2 separate regions of the Xenopus laevis genome follow, and region 1 is linked to region 2. A link is a contact called in public Hi-C data. All regions are on one chromosome and are shown on one strand. The core of a region is the stretch at or near the end of the contact, and the rest is flanking DNA. Distances in the headings are between cores, read along the strand shown. Region 1 holds the start of bcor.L (BCL-6 corepressor). Region 2 overlaps bcor.L (BCL-6 corepressor).

What was found. A called contact is a pair of places that touch in the nucleus more often than the background predicts.
Region 1: a contact with region 2 is called in a Hi-C map of animal cap, with 4 times the contacts expected there. A contact is called at or near these places in 3 of 4 Hi-C or Micro-C datasets (the XL177 cell line, the XTC cell line and animal cap).

The regions. Positions count from the first base shown.
Region 1 is chr2L:81,408,115-81,414,504 of Xenopus_laevis_v10.1, reverse strand. bcor.L (BCL-6 corepressor) reads left to right here and starts at 3,671. Exons shown (of 15, transcript XM_041582092.1): 1 at 3,671-4,364.
Region 2 is chr2L:81,347,561-81,353,879 of Xenopus_laevis_v10.1, reverse strand. All of the region lies in intron 1 of bcor.L (BCL-6 corepressor), which reads left to right. Among protein-coding and RNA genes, the nearest start is that of bcor.L, 60 kb to the left of the region's middle.

The sequences.
Region 1 (6,390 bases), core at 2,422-4,921, 62 kb before region 2:
AATGTATTGTTCTACTGTTCAGTGCTGCACACATAAGTAACTCTATATAAATAAAAATATAGATACATACAATTATTTTGTGTCTGTTAAGGCCATACAATAACAGTGGCACTACTTTTAAAAAGGCTTTGGGCTAATTGAGCCCTTTAAACTAACAGGGGGTTTATCTCCACAGGTGCGAAATGAAGAACAAATGAATGGAGAGCACTCTGAATAAATCAAAATATACAAATTGAAGGTGCAAAAAACCCAGAAATACCCCACACAGTAATATCAGAAATACTATTTTGCTATTGAGGGCTTGCACACTTAAAAAAATATATTAACACACAAAGGTGGTACTGCAAGAAGAATTTCTTTATAGACAATTCATTAATCATACAAAAGTGTATTTTTTTTACAAGTACAGTATACATTATAGTTAAATCAAAAAACATTAATAAGTCAAGTACATACCACCAGATTGTAGCCAGAATATATAGGCAATACAAGGAAGTCGATACCCTTGCCAAAAAAATTAGAATTACCACGACTTTTCAGCATAAAGCCTTTTTCAAGGGGAATTCCCCTTGAAACAGGCTTTACGCAGAAACGTGGGGGTAATTCCCTTTGAAAAAGGTTTTACACCTAGGGGCAGATGTATTAAGGGTCGAATATCGAGTGTTAATTAACCCTCGATATTCGACTGGCGAATTAAAATCCTTCGACTTCGAATATCGAAGTCGAAGGATTTTGCGCAATTCATTCGATCGAACAATCGAAGGAATAATCGTTCGATCGAAGGATTTTAATCCATCGATCGAAGGATTATCTTTCGATCAGAAAAAACTTGGAAAGCCTATGGGGACCTTCCCCATAGGCTAACATTGACTTCGGTAGCTTTTAGGTGGCGAACTAGGGGTTCGAAGTTTTTCTTAAAGAGACAGTACTTCGGCTATCGAATGGTCGAACGATTTTTAGTTTGAATTGTTCCATTCGAAGTCGAAGGTCGAAGTCGCCAATTCGATGGTCGAAGTAGCCAAAAAAAACATTCGAAAATCGAACTATTTTTCCTCTATTCCTTCACTCGAACTTAGTGAATGGGCCCCTTAAACATGGGGGTAATTCTCATTTTTTGGCAAGAGTATCTGCTGCCTTGTATTGCTTGTATACTTGTCCATGGGTGCCAATTCACAGTAGAATGAATTTCTTGAACTTGTTCCAAAATAAATTTACTTGGAGTGAGTTCACTCCATATGCCTACGGGGGAAACAGGTGAATGGAGCTAGTTGCAGGTGAGCACATTAAATCTACAGAGAAAGCAACATCCAAGGGCTGGGCCATTGTCAGATATTCTGAGGATTGCTAAAGGTCCCCATAGACGCGACGATTCTTCTTTGGTGAACGACCGATTTCAGTGCAGTCTGACCAATCCATCAAATTATCGTGCGGTTAGTGGAATTCGAACGATCGCCCATCTTACAGAAAATCTGTCAGAAAATTGATTGGCCAGGTTTAAAAATCTTTATTGACCCCAGTGCAATCTATCTATGTTTGCAGGGCCAAGCAGGCAGCTACTCTTCAGTTTTGCTGGCAAAAAACCTGAAATGGTCTTTTTATTTAATGGACACAACGATCATTTTGAGATCATGGCAGTCTCACAATAACGATTGGATCTTTTAAAAATCTTTACATCTATGGCCAGCTTTACACTTGAAATTTAGTACCTCAAATTGGTCCTACAATGTAAATACAGTAAGGTACTTTACCCTCTCCAACTTCTTCATATTGTTTCCGAATTACTTAATTCTAGCTGGGTGCATGGGCAGTAAGGCTTAGACTGAGGGCACACAGAGCATTGACTCTGGTGGGCTCTCTCCTTTTTTGCAGGCTGAGAGAAGTAAATACACTCCCTAACAGGGGTGTTTCAGGCCCCAATGCCACCTTGAGGCAGCCAAGTCGATGCCTAAACCTGCACTTTTTGTGTCAGCGTGTAAAGTGGGCCACATTAATAGTGCAAAGAGCACAATTGCACTCTTCACAATATGAGGCCAAAATTCCAACTTAAAAATCAGAATTGTGGCTCTTTATTTTATCAGGAATGGCTTTTTGCTGCCCATGGTAACATGTGGGCTGCTGACGCTTAAGGCGAGCTTCTGAACTTGCCTCATTGAGGCAGTACCCCTTCCTTCCCCAGCACCATTGATCTGCACTGAAAAGTATAGCTTCCACTTTAGTGCAAGGATGGGAGTGGAAATTGGTACAAAATGTGAAAGCATGCATTTTTGGGCCAATCTCTGCTCTGTTTATCTGTTTGTGGAGTGTGCCGACATTTTTCGTCTGGTGGAGATCGGTCGTTTGGTTGATCGGAAAGGTTTGATTTTGACTCGACCGATCATTGCGCATCGCATCGTAATCGGATCGTTCAGCCATATGGCTGAACGTTCAGATTACCCCGATATAGCCATGCTCATTAATGGCATATCGGGGAAAGATCCGCTCGTTTTTCCACCTTCAATGTTATTCTGATAAAATTGTATGCAGATGGGCTGTGAGTGTAAGCCCCTCTTTGGACTTGCAGCCTACAGGAGGCTCTGTTTTGCAGTGCACATGGTTTTTATACAACTATAACTTGTCTTCAGATCAGGAATTCAAATAGAGGCTACATACTTAATTTAAGGCCACTGGTAGCAATATCTCAAGAGATTGGAGAGCAACAGGTTGCTCACAAGACATTGGTTGGGGATCACTGCCATAGACAGTCACTATTTAGTGGGCTGGTGGGGTTCTGTTTGGGCCTCTATGTACTTGAAATGCCAGGGCCTATTTTGAATGCCATTCCAGGCCTGGTTCTTAGCATGCGCTCCAACCAAAGGAATTTTGAAGTTCTCCAAGTTATTGGTAGTGCACCAGATGATGTAAATCTGTAATGGAGCTTGGCTCATGGTTGCGTCTGGTAACTTGTTCCTAGCTGTTTAAAAGACACTGGGGCTCATTTATCAACACTGGGCAAATTTGCCCATGGGCAGTTACCTATGGCAACCAACAGGTCCGGACTGAGAATTAAAATAGGCCCTGCTGTTTCAGGTACACAGAGGCCCAAACAGCCCTCCATCAGCCCACTAAATACTGACTTTCTATGGGACCTTATAGCAGCGCCTCTGGCATTTGCCAGAACCCACAGATTGCCAGTCTGGGCCTGGCAACCAATCAGTGATTAGCTTTTTAAAGCCAGCTGCAAGTAGAATAATGAATGTAGCTATTTGATTGGTTGCTATTGGTTACTGCCCATGGGCAAATTTGCCCAGTGTTGATAAATGACCCCCAGTGGGTCTACAGAGTTTAGGGGGACACTTAAAGGTACCTAAAGTGGGCATTGTGCTAAACATTGAAGTCGTTTGGAAGTCTGCCATCTACTCCCATAAAATACTACTTTGTGGCCATTCTGGCCCTTGAACAATACAGTGTTTAGATCATAGACCCCTGCAAGCACTTATTGATGCCATATGTATAATTAGTTTCATTTTATATAGGTTATGTTCTTGGTTATATGCGAGTGGATGAAGACGAGCTCTGTTGGCTGCCGGTTTGTCAACGAGCAGTGGGGCAAGTGGTGCGGAGGACGTCATGGGCAGTGGAGGCCGAGTGCGCAGCTACAGTTTATCTGGTGCTTTGGTCTGAATTCTTCGGCGTTGAAGTTGGATGGAAGGGGAGCCATGCCGCAGGTGTCTGGGGAAAATAACTAGAGACTATGAGAAACTGAAGAACTATAACCCGGAGTGAATGGGAAGGAGGAGAGTGAAGCCTAAAGTCAAACACTGAGCACAAGATACGGAACTAAATTCCCAGCAGGCATAAGGGCAGCAGGCTAGTTCCCTCCGTTTCCTGCCGGAGAGCAGCGCTTGGGAGACGCCGTGTAACTCGCCTGAGCCAGACTCCCGTGCTTTTGTCACACAGTAGGGGAGGAGGGAGACTGGGAGGGGAGAGAGGAGCGCGGAGGAAAGAAGCCGATGCACGGCGAAGGGCTGGGAGGTTTAGCTTGTTTCCTTCGCACAACAGCAGATTAAACAATAACAGGAACAAGCGTGTGCCGGGAGACATAAGCCAGGGGAAGGGAAGAGAGAGGGACCCGTTGCTGCGACCAGGAGAGAGTGCACGTGCCGAGGGGATTACCCCGCACTCTGACGGACACAGAAGGGGGAGGCGAGACTAGAGCAGCAAACGGGAGGAGGAAGCATGTCCGTGCTACAGTGATATTTCCGGGAGAAAGAGGCACCTGCAGACGGCGCCTACAGGGAAACGACTTACTCACACTCCGTGACTAGGTCAGGGCAAAGTTGGCGTCGCTGTCACGTCAGACATCGAGAGGAATCGCCGGAGACAAGGTCAGAAAACACGCACTTTTAACTAAACCTTGTATGTGTCATATACCCCCCATTGATCAACTTTAGAGGCGTGGCTGCTGCGTGCGACTGCGACTTTTATCTGCGCTGTAGCCGTGACCAGAATTGAAGTGACTGCCTAAATAACTGTTTCATATGAGCTAGTTATGGAAAGGACGTAACACGAAGTTGTCTTCGTAATTATGGCTGATAACTTGTTTCTTAGATGGTCCCATGTCATTTATAGGTGGGCAGTTCTGTCATACGTGGAGGAGACATCATTCAATTAAACCGTTCCCCCGGGTTTTCAGCCTGACTCACGAGGTTATATCCAGCCCAAAGGTGCGCAGCTTGGACTTGCCTTGAGCTGCAGTACGAGCTTAATCTCTAATGTGATCATGGAACTAGCAGGAATTCCCCCACCGCCCACTCCCTTTTCCAGCTGGGCTGATAAATTAGTTCCGAGGCGAGAGTGCACGAAACGTTGCGCCTATTGATTCATTCCGTAACTTCAATCAGCATTGATCATTATTAAAGCTGGAGGCAATTTTTGTGCAGAGCTGTGTGTCCGGTCGAGTTAAACACCAGCAATGAGGATTTTCCTTGTCGCTGTGGCATCTACTAAAAAATCTTTAGGTCACATTAGTTACTAGTTGCCTACATCTACCATACTCCTCCAGCTATTATGGTAACATCCGAAATAGAGAGTCACTAAGGTTCTCATTGTGTGCAATGGCTTCTGCCAGTCAACCGAATGGAACAATTAAAGGGGTTGTTCACCTTTGAGATAGCGTTTCGTATGATATAGAGAGGGATATTCTGAGAGTATTTGCAATTGGTTTTCATTTTTTATTATTGGAGACTTTTGCGTTGTTTAGCTTTTTATTCAGCAGCTCTTCAATTTGCATCTTAACCAATCTGGTAACTAGGGTCCAAATTACCCTAGCAACCATTAATTGATTTGAATAAGAGAGGGGAATATGAATAGGAGAGGACCTGAATAGAAGGATCAGTAATAAAAAGTAACAATAACAATACATTTGTAGCCTTACAGAGCATTTGATTTTTTTAGAAGGGGTCAGCGACGCCTATTTGAAAGCTGCAAAGAGTCTTAATAACTATAAAACTATAAAAAAATAATAATAAATCAATTGAAAAGTTGCTTAGAATTGGCCCTTCTATAACATAATGAAGGTGAACCACCCCTTTAACTCGTGCGTGAAACTAAATAGATTGTTTGCATTGCAAGGCCTTGTATTAAATATTGTCTACCTTGGGGACTAATGTATTGGAGATTGAGAAGGGGACAGTTAGTACCTTATTTTTTGTCTCTGTTATATAAAGTATAGCTTTCCAATCTTTGGTGGGGATGCTGGGAGTTGTAATACATGGGTCTTGTAAATAGCTTTTAAAATCTTGTATTTAATAACAAGGTGTTATGCCATTCTTTCTCTGCATCCCTCTCGTTATATAGAAGCTGCTGTCTGGAACAAAACCTGTATTTCACATTGATTATTGGCAGGCAAATGTTTCCACCTGGGGCAGAATAGTCAGTGGGCTGGTGGCTGCCTGACTGAGCGGTTAAAGTGCGATTGACTGCTGTTGCAGCGGATCGCGCTGATGTGCTGAGATTAGGGCTTTGTGTGAATCGATTTACAGCCGCTTTTGCTTAACCCCACACTGCAAGGAACAAAATTTGGGTGATCGCTTCCCTACTCGTTACGATGCTTTAACAAAGTAGACAGATGAGAAGTATGGGGCAAATTCATGTTACACTTTTAACTCTTTGCAGTATGGACGTGTCACTGTGTGCCCTTGTGACTAATTAGTATGGTGTTATGACTCGCTTGGTACATAGCTACGTATTCTGGGGCATGTGGTACAATTTAAGGACTTGCAAAGGGTTAGTTCTTAGGTAGAACTAACTAAATAGATAACTTTTGTCAGTGTCTTTGAGCACAAAAAAATCATCAATCCTCAAAATTCAGTATTGTCCATTAGTAGGCCCTGGTTCCTGTTGTGCCCCATC
Region 2 (6,319 bases), core at 3,415-5,914:
GATTTGTGAGCACCATTAGGGTAATTGTTGATTTAAAAAATGAATCTAACTGCATGCATGTAAAGCTAGATTGTAGGCCAAAAAAGTCTAATCGGATCATTTGGTCCCCAGGCCAACCATCGGATCACAATAAGGGTAGATGCAATTTCAATATGGTTTTTACCTGATGGGAATTACAAACCTCCCTGTTAGATATCTGGCTGATTACCAGCAGTAAGTCATTCTGGCCCCATACATTGGCCAGTAAGCTGACAACTTGATGCAAGTATCCAAATCATGTCTAACTTCCATTGTCATAATAGCCAAATGTTTTTGTAGCATGCCAAACCTAACAACAGTTGCAGCAAAATATAATTTTGGCCTTATGATGTGTGCCATATACCAATAATGAAATGGTGCAAGAAGATATTTTCCTTATTTGGTTGATCAGATAATTTGACCCCCAAGTCAATGACTGTATTACACTGGTGAGGTCTGTACAAATCAGCAGGGGAAGAGGACTGTTTCTATGGCTGTCCCTGTTTGACAGCAGTTTCAGACAGCCAGATCCGACATTAGTCTTGATCTGTTTCTCTGTGTTCAGCTTATGTGTCCACGCTCATGGGTAAAAACATTCAGTGCAGCATGAAATGAATTAACAAAGTGTGGTGGAGTTAAAATGTATGTGGTTATAGATCCTAAAGCAACTGCAAATACATTTTTTGTAAAAATGTTTATGAATGTATATTTTACTGTGACACAGCCTTTGTCTAGAGCAGGGATCCCCAACCTTTTGAACCTGTGAGCAACATTCAGAAGTAAAAGGAGTTGGGGAGCAACACTAACATGAAACATTTTATTGGGCTGCCAAATAAGTGTTGTGATTATCCATTTTGCAGCCCCTATTTGGATTGTCAACCTACATTGAGGCTCTGTTTAGCATTAAATCTGGATTTTATGCAACCAGAACTTGCCTCCATGCCTGGAATTTGAAAATAAGCAACTGCTTTGAGGCCACTGGGAGCAACATCCAAGGGGTTGGAGAGCAACATATTGCTCTCAAACTTTTTTTTATTAGGTTCAACCTTGTTTGATACATTACATTAGTGATACATTACTAAAATTAAAATTACAGTTGCAAGTATCTGTATATATTACTGTTATATACGGCCTACATTCAGGCCTCATGAAAACAGGTAAGAGAACAATGAGAACATATTTTGAACCCACCACTTTAATGGAAAGTCAATCCATATATGTTCAGCAATAAGCCAACATAGGCCTCACAACTGAGACCAGCTTCACAGAGAACTACTTGGAATCTGAAAAAGTATCTATGTGGCAAAAAATGACAGGCATCAAACATCCATATCACTGTCTATGGAACATATGCAGTACCGGCTCTGTTGTTAATTATTTCACAGCCAGGGACAAACACCTACTAAAGGCTGCAGCAGACTAAATTTAGTATGAAAACTCTTGGAATTTTTGGAGTCTATTCTGCAGTTTCCAGCACTCCAAACTTTGTTTTCCAAAAAACTATGTGCTGAGTGAGTGTGAGTTTAGATGATTGTTAGGAAATATAACAATCCTGTAGGTGTCCCCATAAACATAATTTAAAGCAATAGTGCCCAACATCATTTAATTATTCTCATTCTTCTTCTTCAATACCTACCACTATGGTATTGATTTAGGTAGGACAATCACAAACGGAGAACTCCCAAAGGCGCTGGGCTTAGCAGGAGGAAAAGTAACCCAAAAAAAACTTGAGCACATAAGAAAATGCAAATGCATCTGGTGGTGATGGGGTTATGGTAAATGGCCTGTAATGTTTCTCTGGCAGGGTTTTGGACAGATTAAAAAGTCGCAGTGAATATTCAGCATGCTAGCAGAGTAGATGCAGCGTAACAGGCTATGATTGAACGGAAATAGTCTGCCATCTGTCCTGAAAGAGGCGTTTTCCTAGCTTGTTCTTGTAAAGCTGTTCCCATCAAGGGAATGCATGTTGTTAAAAGCCTGGATACGATCCGAGATGTGTGCGGGAATGGGCTGAGAGCTCATCAGAGGAACTACGGGGAACCAGTGACGCTGCTGTGTGCAAAATATAGCAGATTTTTTGATAGGGTGAGTTGCTTGTGAAGGTCTGCAATCATGCTTTGCATCTTTGTCACATTATAGTGAGTTTATTGTTTACATCCATCAAATACACCAGAGCTGTCAGATGCCCACCTAAAGGAACAATATGCCATCAAGACTGCCTAATGGCATCTTTTTAATATAAACTTTCTTGGATATGTGACCTACCGTATAAAATGTTAGAAAGCAGTGACACCACCGATATGGTTTATGACAGAACTGTAATACACAGTTTGCATAGTGGTGCATCAATTGCAGCAGCATGTAACTGCCAATGAGGGCACTCTGCACTCTATTCAAATTTTGCAGGGTGCATAGTTTAACATATCCAGGTTCTCATGTAGACATATAACAATGCTGCTTATGGGCTCAATCTGAAATATTGGTGCCAAATAAAGCTAAATGGTATTTCTTGTGACTAGCAGAGTAGACCCTTTGTCTCACTGTGGCCAATATACTGTCTTCCTTACCCAGGAGTTGGGGTGAGCCAGAGCCAAGATACTACTGGTTAAAAAAAGAAAAATTATATAGTTGTGCCCCCACACTTCCACTGTGGCATCTTTGCATATGGGAACAAAATGGCAGACGCACTGGGAAAAGCCTGGAGGGGCAGCCAGCAGCTTCACATAGCACTGTTTTTAGATCTGTGCTGCCTTCCAAAGACCTCATGCACATATGTTTTCCAAGCTAATGCAGCTGGAGTAACTGCTTTCATGGAAAATTGGATGTGGAAGCACACCCTTTAAGCCTCATGCACATCTGCTCTTTTGATACCAGTCAGGGGTATGTAATTTCTTAGATCCCAGTTGCATATAATAATGTTGTATATGGCACACAGTCAGACAAAGATTTGGTGTGCTGCAACTGTGGCCCAGCTGAGATTGCAGATCCAGGGGTTGATGATCATTCACAAAGCACAAGTGGCCATAAAATAGCAAATCTGAAAGGTATCTTAAAAAACAGTCAGAAGTAAAGATTTGACCTCATCTACATTACCAGCCCAATGTCTGGCCACCACGGCCGCCATCAGGGGGGGACAGGGGGGAGAGTTCTAGGGGGCCCTCGAGGGTAAGGGGGGCCGGCCACGCTGCACTTACTTGATTAGCCAGCCCCCCTGCTTTCTGAGAGCTGCTGACTTCGGGAAGGCAGGGCAGGAGCACAGGGGGAGTTGTCTTCTGTCCATTAATTACCCTTATTGGTCACAGAGTTTAAGTCCCGGCTGAGCTGCTCAGGGATTGAATAGCTGAGGTTTGAATGTCCCTCCAGCTCATCCAATCACCTTTGTGGTCCCTGTTGTGTGGTGGGACCCTGGGCACCAATTTTTTTTTAAACTTCTGGGGGGGAGCAAGTTTTTTTATAATCCATTTAAGGGGGGCCCTGGCCACCAATGTTCTTATAATGTGGGTGGGGCCCTGGACACTTTTTTTTTAACCATGTGGGGTCCTAGCCACCAATATTTTTTAATGGGGGGGCCTGACCACAAATGTTTTTTTATGGAGGGCCCTGACCACAAATGTTTTTTCATGGGGGGCCCTGACCACCAATATTTTTTTTTTTTTATTAACATGTGGGAACCCTAACCACCAATATTTATTTTTTTACTGTGTGGTGGGGGGTGGACCTGTGGGTGGGGAGGGCGCAGCCCAGGGGGCCCAGGAAATCTTGTCGTATGGGGCCCTGCGATTTCTGATGGCCACATATAGCCATATGCCGTCTCTCCCTTCTGGTCTGTCGTGCTCAATCGGCTACCTTTTGACCAATAATAAGCCTTATGGATTAATGGTTCTGGTAAAAAAAAAACCTTTTTAACAGCAACCAAAAGGAGCGGCGGCCTCTTTTCGCTTCCTGCAGTTGTGATCGTTCAGGCACTCACCCAGAACAAATGTTCTATGGTATTCATGTATGGCCGTAAGGCTGGTTTAGCGAGAATAAAAGTCTAGATGGCACTAACGCAGTAGTACTATCTCACATATACGGATTGGGGGTTATTTAAAATATCTCTGTGTGCCTGTAGCATAAGCGTTATAGGGTCCTGCCCAAATGCTGAATGAGAAAATTGGGTTTAAAGCCAAATACGACTAAAAACCACAGTTTAATGGGCATTCAATTATCTTAAATGATTGTGAACGATTAAAACAAAGAATATGTATGGGGCGTACTGAGAGCGAAGACCTGGCCTCGCAGTTCCCATGAATTGAGTGAATACTTTTCTACAATGTGTTACTTTGCAGCTACACAATGGTCAGATATTAGACTGTTAGCTCTTAGGGCCACGAACAAAGTCCTTTACAGCGACAGCTTACATCCTGTGCGGCGAAACCGTCTCTTCCGTATTTAAGCAACACTGAAGCCAACGGTTAGTATGACAGGCTGCGAGTGCTATCCTCGCTCAGGGAGATGTTTCTCAGAGATTAGTGGCCGCAATATGTAGATAGGAGCCTGCCTGTTGCACCTGACACGTCTACGGCTGCACCTCTTCCCCTTTGCTGTGTGTGCAGTTCGCGCACGCCTCGGCTCTGTGCCCCTGCTACAGGCTCAGCCTGCGCTTCTGGCTCCCACGATTGATTGACCTGATAAGGGCTGCGGGGCGTGTCTGGGCTGCAGCTGCTCCGGCTGGGGACTTTTCTTAGTTAACCCCCGCGCTGCTGGTTCGCGCGTCTCATTCAGTCCATAGGTGGAACTCTTTAGCCAAGTGTCGCACAGTCACACTACTAGGCAGGATTGGGTCCCGGGTGGTTGCATAGTACATACGATTTAACTCTAGGGAAGAGACTGTGGGTTACAGTACAGTTACCGCGGAACGCTTTAGAGTGCTGGGCCTCTATTAATAACACACCGTGCGTTGGTCTTAAACATAGGAGTATTATTGTCACTATTTTGCTTGCAGAGCGTGTGCACACAGTGTCCCTTCCTGCAGTTTGTGTGTATGAAGAACTTCTTGATTTCGGCTGTTTCACAACCACGTTTTTCCTATTTGTATTCTGTGAAGGGCTGTGTGTTTAGGCGCTCTGCAAACAATGACACACACGCACTGCTCGGCTGCCTGCAGTCGCGCCTTCTCGCAGGCCATCATAATGAGCCGAGCGTGACTGACAGTTTTGTCTCACGAGGTGTTGTGCATCAGCAGTGTATTTTGTATGTGTGTATGCAGATGTGTAGTTCTGAGGCTGCCTTGTTCCTATTATCTGGGCCAGGCAGACTTCCATCCTGTCCATGTCCCCAGCTCACAGTAATCTTCATAGGGAACGCATTTCTGAACCAGCAAAGGAGACAAAGACCAGGGCGAAACAGGAACTGTCCCGGTGTCTGAAAGTTTTAACTCAGGGTGAACGTTTAGCAATGAGTTGGACATTTTCATATAGCCATTCTTGCTTGGGTTTCTTATCCTTGGTTCCCCAGAAGTTGTGGACTACTACCAGCATCCTCCAAATACTGCATAAAAAAGGTAAATGCACACTGTTATAGTTCTGCTACATCTGAGAACCCAAGGTTAAGCAACACGCTCTGCCAGAAAGCTTCAGAGTGCAAGTCATTCTCCAAATGAATTTTCTCCTCTCTTGACCTTCTTTGTTCATTTAGTTGCTTCTAATTACCCACCATCATCTATCCTTCCCTCCATTCCTCCTCCTTGGTCTCATATGGTATAAGCATACATGGCCAATTGTTGAGTGAGCAGGAGGGCCCACAAAAACACATGGGGGGGGAAATTTACTAAAGGGCGAAGTGGCTAACGCTGGCAAAAATTCGCCAGCGCAACGTCATTTCGGCACTTTCGCCAATTTACTAACGGTAGCTGGCATAATTTTGCTTTCGCCAAGGAGATAGACTCTGGCGCAACTTCACACTCTAAAGCCAGGCGAATTTTCGGTCTGGCGAAAAGAGTGTTACAACGCAAATTCACTGAGTTATTGATTTTACTGACCATTACCTCCATCGCCAGACGTGGCTTCGCCACCTCAGACCAGGCAAAGTGCAATTGAGTAGATAGGAGTTCCTCAAAAAAAAGTTGAACATTTTTCCAAGTCCCAAAAGACGCTGGCGTTTTTTCCTATTTAAAGGGTGATAGACTTAAAAAGATTGTAATTTTTTTTGGGGTACCATCTATCCCCCCTACATTTGCTAACATATGGCACCTAAACTATACTGTGGGCACATGTAGCAGTGTAGGGCAGTGTCGTACTAGCCCGGTGGAACACCGGGAAAT